Regions from separate parts of the Mus musculus genome. Here region 1 is linked to region 2. Evidence: chromatin contacts called from public HiChIP or PLAC-seq data. All regions are on one chromosome and are shown on one strand. The core of a region is the stretch at or near the end of the contact, and the rest is flanking DNA. Distances in the headings are between cores, read along the strand shown. Region 1 overlaps Gm30790 (predicted gene, 30790). Region 2 has its middle 16 kb from the start of Gm52253.

Region 1 (4,995 bases), core at 770-3,269, 350 kb before region 2:
TCATTTGGAACAGAAACTCTTTTTTGTCAAGGGCTGCTCTTCTTACAGAGTTTTCTTCTCTGAAAACATATTATTACTGTTATTGTTATTATTATTATTATTATTATCATTATTATTAGTAGTAGTAGTAGTAGCAGTAGTAGTAGTGGTAGTAGTTTTAGTTTTGCTGATTTGACTATGCCAACTGAAGATACTAACCAAATGATATGAAATAGGAAATATTATTGCTTTCAAAATGGTGTCAAAGACCAACAGAAAACCCTTCAAATCCATCTGCCACATGTCAGTTAGATGCTGTCCAGAAAACAGTCCAAGCATCACAATATCTTCCTTAGTTTCAAACTGCCAGTCCAACTCAGTTTAGATCCAGGCTGTGCTTTAGGTCTGAGGTACCAGGACTACCTCATTTCTTCCATAGATTCTTCTGGAGAAGAGCGAAGGACTGGACGCACTTGAACTCTGGAGATCACTGGATACCACCACTTGTTAGATTGTTGGCCAGGATTGGCACTGAATCTTCACACTCACCTTCCTCATGCCCCAAGCCTCCCACAGCTAAATCTAGACTTTTTGGCATCGAGTACAGGTCTGCAATTACCCTTATGACTTCAAAGCTCAGCTTCACAGGTAATTGGGGAATGTTAGCTATGTTCTTTATGCACAAGTTAACTCATTTACACGAGAACAATTAGTGTAACAGTGTCATGAGTCTGTGAGGATTCTATAGCTCACCCGAAGCTACTTAGGAACATATAAACATTCATGTATGCATAATTATCTATTAATGTCCTTTTATATTTTCATTATTTTTATTGTACAAATGAAAATGTTCTTTCTTCGTATCATATAGAATTGACACAGTGACATGAAAATGATGTAATTGGCTCATAAAACCTGGACCTGCCTACGATGTAAACTGAGGCCACTTTAGGGAAGCCAGAGGAAGATATCTTGCTGTGAAATGTGGTCTCCTGTCTGGGGATAAGTAGAAGATGCTGTAGAAGCAGAAGGTTCTGGCATTGTCTGGAAATGGTTCCTTCAGCCATATCAAGTGTGTGTATAAAACAGACCCCAGAAAAGCAGAGCTGCTAAAGAACTGTGTGTAAGCCAAGTGTCTCAATAATCTCCAGTGCCTGAGCTTCCTTCCTGTTGAGCTCGGTGACTGTACTCACTTAGGGACACCATCGCCGCCACCAAGAGAAAGGTCATGAAGCAGGGTTTCTATTAGCGCTGACATTTAACAAGGAGCGATTGATCTGAAAGCAGGCTTGATACTTAGATATAGTCTACCAGTGTTTTCCTAAAATTCCTTTAAAATGAGACTTAAGTCCACATGCTCTTTTTCTTGCCTCTGTGAATACTTTTTTTTTTTTTAAACTAGATCAAAAACTCCCAAAAGCTAGGTCAAGTACAATGCAGGATAATTCATGTCTTCAGTCCCTGTAAAAGGCAGAGAATCTGAGTATCTCCTAGTGAAAGGAGTAATCATAGTTCTTAATGGTATGAAGACACTAGTGACTGATCCCTAGCTATCCTGAGGCCTCATTGCTAACACATGAGCTCAGATGAAATCTAAAATTGCTATTACAGGCCCATTGCTGTGTATCATAATCATTTGAGATTAAAAAAATGCCATAGTTTTGAGTCTTTGGAAACTGCTGCACTTAAGTTCTAAACTGTTGCTTTTTAAAAAGGCTAATTTGGGGTTGGGTACATTGGTGTCTCTGTCTTATAAAACAGCAAGCTAAAAAAGAAAAAAAAGGAAAAAGAAAGAAAGAAGGAAAGAAAGAAAGAAAGTAGAAAAAGAAAAAAAAAACGAATGAAAAATGTCAGCAGAGACATTTTTTCTAGTCGATGTCAGCACAAAAGGGTGACTCAGTTGTTTCATCTCCCAACAGCTGCATGCTTTCATTGACATTTGGTGACCTTTCTTTGTGCACCCAGCCTAACCTCTTAGGTTATTTCCTGGCCTCCCTTCTGTGACCTATGACCGAGGCTGACCTTTAGCTGGAGAATGTGACATTTTGTTCTCCTCTAGCTGACATGTGATGCTCTCATTATTCAAAGGTATGTGAAAATAACGACCCAGAGTGACCTGTGAGTTTCCTTTCATTTATTGGTTGTTTTGGGTGCTTGTTCAGCATGTAGTGGCCTTGGTTGAAAGGGGGTGAGGCTGAGAAATGGAGGGGGAGAGGGTAGCCAATGTCTCTTTAAAAAAAAAAAAAAGTTCACAATTCTATCTGCTTTCCTGCCAGACGGGCCATTCGAATGTGCAAGAACACGTTAGTATTTCCTGTTTCTGGATTTAGGAACAGGGTTGGCCTTCAAACAACAGGTCTTCTTGGGGGAAACAAGCACTTCAATGCAGTGGGGAAAGCTATTTGTTTATTTATCTCCTTCCAACGAATGGTACCCCTACCTCCCTGCAGAGAATTTTTATGCATGAGTTTCCTGTAGATCCAGAAGGGATAATATACACACAAAGATAATGTCAAAACGAGTACTCAAGACACTTGTCATTTACATGCTAAATGTGTGACCCAGATGGAAACTGAAAGTGTCTTCTCTCTATAGAAAAGATTTTTGTTTTCATCATATATTCTAATAAATTTGATTATTCCTATGACAATTAGTTTAAGACCACATGTATATTGGTATGTAAGTGTACTCAACAGGTACAAAATATGGAAAAATAAAATTAAATCAAGGCACTGGTGAAATAACTGTCATAAATTACTTATGTATTTTAGAATCGACATGGAAGGTATTTACCTATAAGAATTAAATACTGAAAATAATATTTATCTCAAAATATCCCATGAAGTAATTTATGATTTCTGATATTACTTCATTTTTCAACAAGGTAAAGCATATTTCCACTTTAACAAACTTGTAGATCAGGAACCCAGTTCCTTTTATGAGGCATGTATCTGTTTCTGTTTTGCTCACAGTCAGTTCTCACTTCTCATATAAACATCCCTGGAACAGTTCCAACCAGTGCAGAAGATGGAGGACAGAAGTTTGGATTGCTTGACCAAAATGTAAACGTTGTTGTCTAGTCTGAGATTTCATCACTTTACAAAGCAAGATGCTGAGGTCACAGTGGAGTTACCAGTGGGCCTCTTAAGTACAGCATCAACTATGTCAGTTTCAGCAAGAACACTAGGCCCTCTTGGTGCAGGTTCATATAAAGTTCCTCCTTCTTTTTTTTTTTTTATTTATTACATATTTTCCTCAATTACATTTCCAATGCTATCCCAAAAGTCCCCCATACCCCTCCCACTTCCCTACCCACCCACTCCCCCTTTTTGGCCCTGGCGTTCCCCTGTACTGGGGCATATAAAGTTTGTGTGTCCAATGGGCCTCTCTTTCCAGTGATGGCCGACTAGGCCACCTTTTGATACATATGTAGCTAGAGTCAAGAGCTCCGGGGTACTGGTTAGTTCATATTGTTGTTCCACCTACAGGGTTGCAGATCCCTTTAGCTCCTTGGGTACTTTCTCTAGATCCTCCATTCTAAAGCCCCCATTTCTTCTCTACTTTCACCTCCGATTCTTGAAAAATGTAGTTTCACCATTATAGTGTTTTGTTGTTTTTTTGGTATAGTTAAAAAAATAAAAAACATCGTGGGTCCTGTGGATCTTTTCTCATGTGTGACTTAGATAATTGTTTAAACTTGTGTCAGGCTGATAATCCTCCAAATTTGCTTAAACAACCATTCTCTTACAACTTATAATATCTGTGATTAATTTCAAAGAGGCTAGGACAGATGTCAGTGCAGCATGAAATGTGTTGTTTATGTCCCAAGGAGCTGTGCCTGACTCCTCTGGAGTGCTACCTTCCTGGAGGAAGGTTGAGTTGACTTCTGATTTGTAAAATAATGCCATATAGGCTATAGGGTCAACAAATATTTAAATGGAAGCTTTATACAGGGAACTCCAGGAGTGATAAGATACTGTGTACTGCACCTGGCCTTCAAGGAAGTATGTTCTTTCTTGGATCATGCCAAAGTGCCGAACTCCTATAAGAAAGTTTTATATGTTTTAGAGTTTGACAAGATATGGTGGCTTGAGTCTGCAACATCAGATCTTGGGAGGCCAAAGTGAAAGGATACCTGAACTAGATAGCAGGGTTCTGTCTCAAAACAGAAGCTGTGTGGCTCCAGAAAAAAAAAAAAGAAAGGAAGGAAGGAAGAAAGGAAGGAAGGGAGGGAGGGAGGGAGGGAGGGAGGGAGGGAGGGAGGGAGGGAGGGAGGGAGAGAGAGAGAGAGAGAGAGAGAGAGAGAGAGAGAGAGAGAGAGAAAGAAAGAGAGAAAGAAAGGGCATCAACATAAATCTATGTTTTCATAATTTTATTAGCTCTGTCCAGTGAATGTTTGTTCACAGATAAGTTCTTGGCTTACAGATAAAATATATTTCAAGGGCCATTTTTATGCCTAATTGGTGTATAACATCCATTGAACATCAAAACAAACTTTACAAGTCATTAAATATAGGCCCATTAACTCCTGTAGCATGAAGGATACTGTCAAAGCTGGAGTCCTGGTACTCAAACAACAACACAAAGTCATAACTTAAGGTTTCCCTGCTTCAAATAAACTAAAGAGATAATGAAGTGTGAGATTCTGTCCACTTAATTAACATGACCAAGAATCACAACAGGAAAAAAAAATGTAGTATATGTTCAGAACAGCTATCCACATTTAGCATGAGTGTTTGCTTCTTGATGTTACTCTTCTCTTTAACACTAAAACATATTCTTTTGACAACAAACCAAAACCAAACCCAAAGCAAACTAAAGAAGCACTTTAGCCTGCTATGGGTATAGCCTTAATAAACAGAAGGCCTAAAACAAAAACAAAACAAAACAAAACAAAACAAAACAAAACAAAAGGTAATGCAGTTGGTGAGTTTGATGCAACTGACACCTGATGTTATTTTGGTTCATTCCACTTTCTAAAGGGAAGAGCAGTCTTTCTCTTCTATTTTTAGGTCT
Region 2 (4,604 bases), core at 1,154-3,653:
AAATACTGGTTGAGTAGAAATGGGAGCCCTACCTGATATCAAGCCCACATGGAAGACAAATCCTAAAGTAGAGGGAACCTACATTTGTGTTGGGCTGTAGTTCATAGATGCACGGGGATTCCTTCAATGTCATCTGCATTGCATCGTAGATAACAAACCCAAACATGACTCCATTGCCCACACTTTAAAGGGAGAAACTAGTGGACTTCTGAAACTACTTCGTATTACTATAAAACGAACAGCAACGTATACGTCACTCACTCTGTGCTGCGTGTTTCCTGGGCTTTTCTCATTGGATCTATTTAACCTTCTGTTAACTCTGCAAACGTGCTTTAACACTATTCTTACTTTACATTGAACAGACAAGAGAATAGAATGACAACTTTCACAGAACCACACGGCTGCTACGCTGGCGTTAAGCTCAGGACCCAGTTCTAACTCCTTCGGCATCTTTAGAGGGATCTGGACACCCTTCTATTTATCATCAGTCATTCTTGATAGAAACGTTTCTTAATGAAAAGGGATCGTTTCTGAACACATAACCCTGTCAAGATTAGCAATGTATTACCATGGTACAATGAATATGATGAAAGGAGGACGGTGGTGTACACAGAGAACTGCTGGGCTTCCAACATTTTGGTTTTCACAACACTAGACAGAATTAGCATTTCTTGCCTTTAAAATTAACAATTGAGCAGGGCGTGGTGGCGCACGCCTTTAATCCCAGCACTCGGGAGGTAGAGGCAGTCAGATTTCTGAGTTCAAGGCCAGCCTGGTCTACAAAGTGAGTTCCAGGATAGCCAAGGCTACACAGGGAAACCCTGTCTCGAAAAACCAAAAACCAAAAACCAAAAAAAAAAAAAAAACAAAAAAACAAACAAACAAAAAAAACAATTGATACAGGTACTTTTTTTTCCCTAATTATACCTTTCATGTTACCCATTTCTATGTCATCAAACTAGGCAGAAACTAGGCTTTTTTAGGGAAGTAGTTTGATCTCAGGAACATGGGCAGTGGAGGGATAATGATCAGGAACTGAAGGCCAAGTTTGGCTCTGTAATGAATTCAAACCAGCTTGGGATACATGAGATTCTGTTTGCGAAAAAGAAACAAAACAAGCAAACAAAAACAACAGAAAATTAAGCTAAACTGAAAGCAAAGTTGTGTCTGTATTCCAGCCAGAATAGCCATGTTGCTGGGTTCAAACTCCTCTACACAAACATATATATACATTTATTATTACATATATATAATCACTCCGTTTTCAGTAGAGGTTTCTCTTTGGTTTAACTATCTGGTCACTTAGGCTACACCTATTCTAAAAAAGAAGAAAAAGATAATGGATTCCTTCTTGAAAACACGGCCTGGCTTCAAAATGAAAGTTGTATTTGTTCTTGGTGATCCGTTCTTTTATGTTATCAAATTTACCACATATTATCTGAATCAATAATTTTGATAACATTTATTATCCCTTTATTGTCAGCAATCTCTCTATTCTGGATTTCCCCATAATCTCTATTTTTAAAATAGGTATCTCCTCCATATTCCTTTTCCATTGAACACATATTTCTTGCTTTATAATATCTTTCTATGAATTTTGAAACATGATGTTCAATAGTTACCTTCAGTCCCTATTGCTTGATAATGTTCTAAGTTATCAGTCACAGCTCAACTTCACACATTTTCTCACCTGAGAGGTTCATAGACGTTTATCAATTTTATTTCTATAATACACTTACATTTTATGTCATGAAAGAGACAAACATAGGTATTTTCCCAGCAACCCTGAAAGGTACCTGTAAGACCCTGGACAACCTTGTATCATGCTTCATGAACCCAAGTTCACAGAACTAAAGTTGTGTGATAGTTTAAATTATCAATGGATTCAGAACCATAGGACTTCTACTATTAGCTCTTGACTTATCAAGATTCTAGTCATGCATTACAGTTGGCCTGCTTAATCACATTTCTCATTTACCATCTTGTGGTCTACCAATCCAAACCAAACCAAAACTTACCACAAACCCCTCTTGCATATAAGCGAAGCAAAAGCGAAAGCAAAGCAAAACAAAACAAAACAAAACAAAACAAAACAAAACAAAAACAAAACACAAAAACCCTCCAAGCCAAGATGAGGAAAGTGAAAATTCTATCATGCTGTCATCCCACTGCCTTCCACTCTTAAAACCCCAGCTCAAAAAAACAAAACAAAACAAAACAAAAAGAACAACAACAACAAATGCATATTGTGTACCAAATACTAAGTACAGCTAGTATATGAGATATATTTTCCATTTGTTTGAGTCCGTTTTGGTGCCTGATCCAGATGAGCTCAGGGGATTTTGTCAGGATATGTGTCTTCTACACATTAGCCAGCTCCGTTTTTAGTTAGTTTACAGGAAACTGATTGAAAAATGAAACCTCTTACTCAAACAGAATGCTGATAGGAGAAATGGTTCCACTTCATTGCCTCCTTTGAACCACGGGTCTGAGAGACTTTCCTGGGTGGCACTTGGCCAGCAGCGCTTTTGCAGCAATCTTCTGAGAAACCATCTTTGTTGAATACCTACCTCACCTGAATAAACGTAAGAGCTTAGTCTAACTATGGGCTGCTCATCAGTTGTCATATACACGGCTTCTTTGACTGGGTTGAACATGTACATCACTAGAAGTAGACTCTTTTTGCTAGTCAAGTGCAAGATACAAGTCCCCCTCAAGTACAATTTTATGACCATAGGATGATACGTCGGATTTCTTCTATTTGAGTGACTGTTCATGTAGCATTGTTTCAGTGTTGGGTATGGTACATATTTGGGTTGTCATGTACAGGGTGTCATCTGGGAAGGGTACCATGGAATCAATAAAGACTAATGAACTCCTTGCTTCCAAAGAGCAATTATAAAATAAATAGGCATTTAAGATCAAATTGGAAATGCCTGCGTCACTGAAAGGCTATTTTGGAAAGAGTTTTACCTCAAATAAAGATATCAGGCCTTTAAATAGGTGTAAGTACCGGGTGTTATGACAAGGCCTTGAGCTTTTATTGCTGCCCTGTGGGTAGCACTACCAAGCTGTTAGCCCGGACTTTGACCCGGGACCCTAGAGACTCATATTGTAAATGTCGGAGTCTTGGAGTGAAGTTAAGATTAGAAGCCAACACTATACAGCAAGTCACAAACTGTGAGTGTTAGAGACAAGCGATGCCTTTTCTGAGGCAAGGACTTTTTAAAGTTGGCTTTTTCTCCTTGCTGTCTCATGCTTTAAAAGTGAGGACAAGGACTGTTTTCTTGCAAGACAATGAACAATTTAGCCTCTTGCTTTGAAAGTTCTGACACTAATTTGCTGCATTAAAACAAATGTTCAACGCTCAAATGGGCGCTAAGTGAAACATAAATGGTTTATAGGAATTCATAAATTCCACATTAAATGTTACAAATCAGGCAGCTTTTGGATGGCAGCATTTATAATGGTTAACTGGTACACACAGTGAATTGTTATTCCTCTGTTTTGGGTTTTGGCTCTTAGACCTGGTCAGAAAATGTACACAGGCTAATTTAGGAATTACCAAAAGAAGATTGCTCTAACTCGACTCCCTGACGTATCTATGTTTCTATACTTAAAACATTAGATAGAAAAAAAACTAATGTACAGTCTAATCCAAGACATAGTATAGCCATCTTCCCGAATTGGTAGCTACTAGATTAATTTTTAGCTACAGTGTATTTCTCAAAACTTTTTAGTTGGAGTCTTGGACCAGACCCCTCAGTATTGGATCTAGTGGAGGTGATTGGGACAATATTTGTTCCCACAAAAGGCCAACAATTTAGGTCCAAAGCAAAAGATCACATCATGCATGAAAGTTTGGAAACTGAATGTTGCTTGCAAGGTGGGGCTTTGAGAATGTTCAGAGCTCAAATGGGCTCCAGCCTCTGGCCGACAGGTTGGCACAAACGTGGGGCAGCCTGCCAAGGGTGTGAGACGTAGTGTAAAGACGGCCACATTTTGCTACTGACGCTTCAAAAGACAAGAAGCCTTCATGCTAACTCAGCCATTCAAAGCTCTGAGCCCTCTGTCATTTGAGGCTCTGCTCTGAGGTCAAGCAGGAGATCTTGAATAACACACACACACACAAATAGTCTAGAGACATTTGTGGCTCTGGTGGGGTATAGGTAACTAGATTTACTAGAAGCAAAGTTTAAAAATCTACCTCATAAAAATGACAACAGCTGCTCCTTTGCATTTAAAATGGGGCAGGTTTTACTTATTCTTGAAAATCACAGTATATTTAAAACCTTTCCGAAATGCAGAAAGCCTCTTTTATTTGTCCATATGAAATTTTACTAAAGCTAATGACATACAAACATTAAGGAGATAACATTTTTGAAGCTTTGATTTCTATAGGTAAGTTTAGTCTGATATTCTGGAAGCTTTCTTCCAAGGGGCCAGGGGACTGGTGAAAAACTAGGGAGGAGCCAAGAATGAAGCTTGCCTCCTGACACCACTGCTTCTACCCTTGTAACCTTTGACAAGGAAGTTAGTGGTTCTAAACATGTGTCCCTCTCCAAGAGTGACAATAGTACCCACCTCAAAGGGATACTGCCAAT

Evidence for each region. HiChIP or PLAC-seq counts read pairs in DNA pulled down with a chosen protein or histone mark.
Region 1: an H3K27ac HiChIP or PLAC-seq map of regulatory T cells shows a contact between it and region 2, with 5 times the contacts expected there. The contact joins two enhancer-like sites. A contact is called at or near these places in 2 of 39 promoter capture datasets (cranial neural crest and liver), 1 of 484 Hi-C or Micro-C datasets (bone marrow-derived macrophages) and 1 of 115 datasets of contacts at active chromatin or transcription factors (regulatory T cells).

Annotation. Positions count from the first base shown.
Region 1 is chr16:76,760,080-76,765,074 of GRCm38.p6, reverse strand. All of the region lies in intron 1 of Gm30790 (predicted gene, 30790), which reads left to right. Among named protein-coding and RNA genes, the nearest start is that of Gm30790, 17 kb to the left of the region's middle. Within about 2 kb of position 2,019, at least 41 of the 459 cell types and tissues checked have an H3K27ac peak or open chromatin away from gene starts, as enhancers often do. A contact at or near this core is called in regulatory T cells, where this site is marked.
Region 2 is chr16:76,414,085-76,418,688 of GRCm38.p6, reverse strand. No RefSeq gene overlaps it. Among named protein-coding and RNA genes, the nearest start is that of Gm52253, 16 kb to the left of the region's middle. Within about 2 kb of position 2,403, at least 16 of the 459 cell types and tissues checked have an H3K27ac peak or open chromatin away from gene starts, as enhancers often do. A contact at or near this core is called in regulatory T cells, where this site is marked.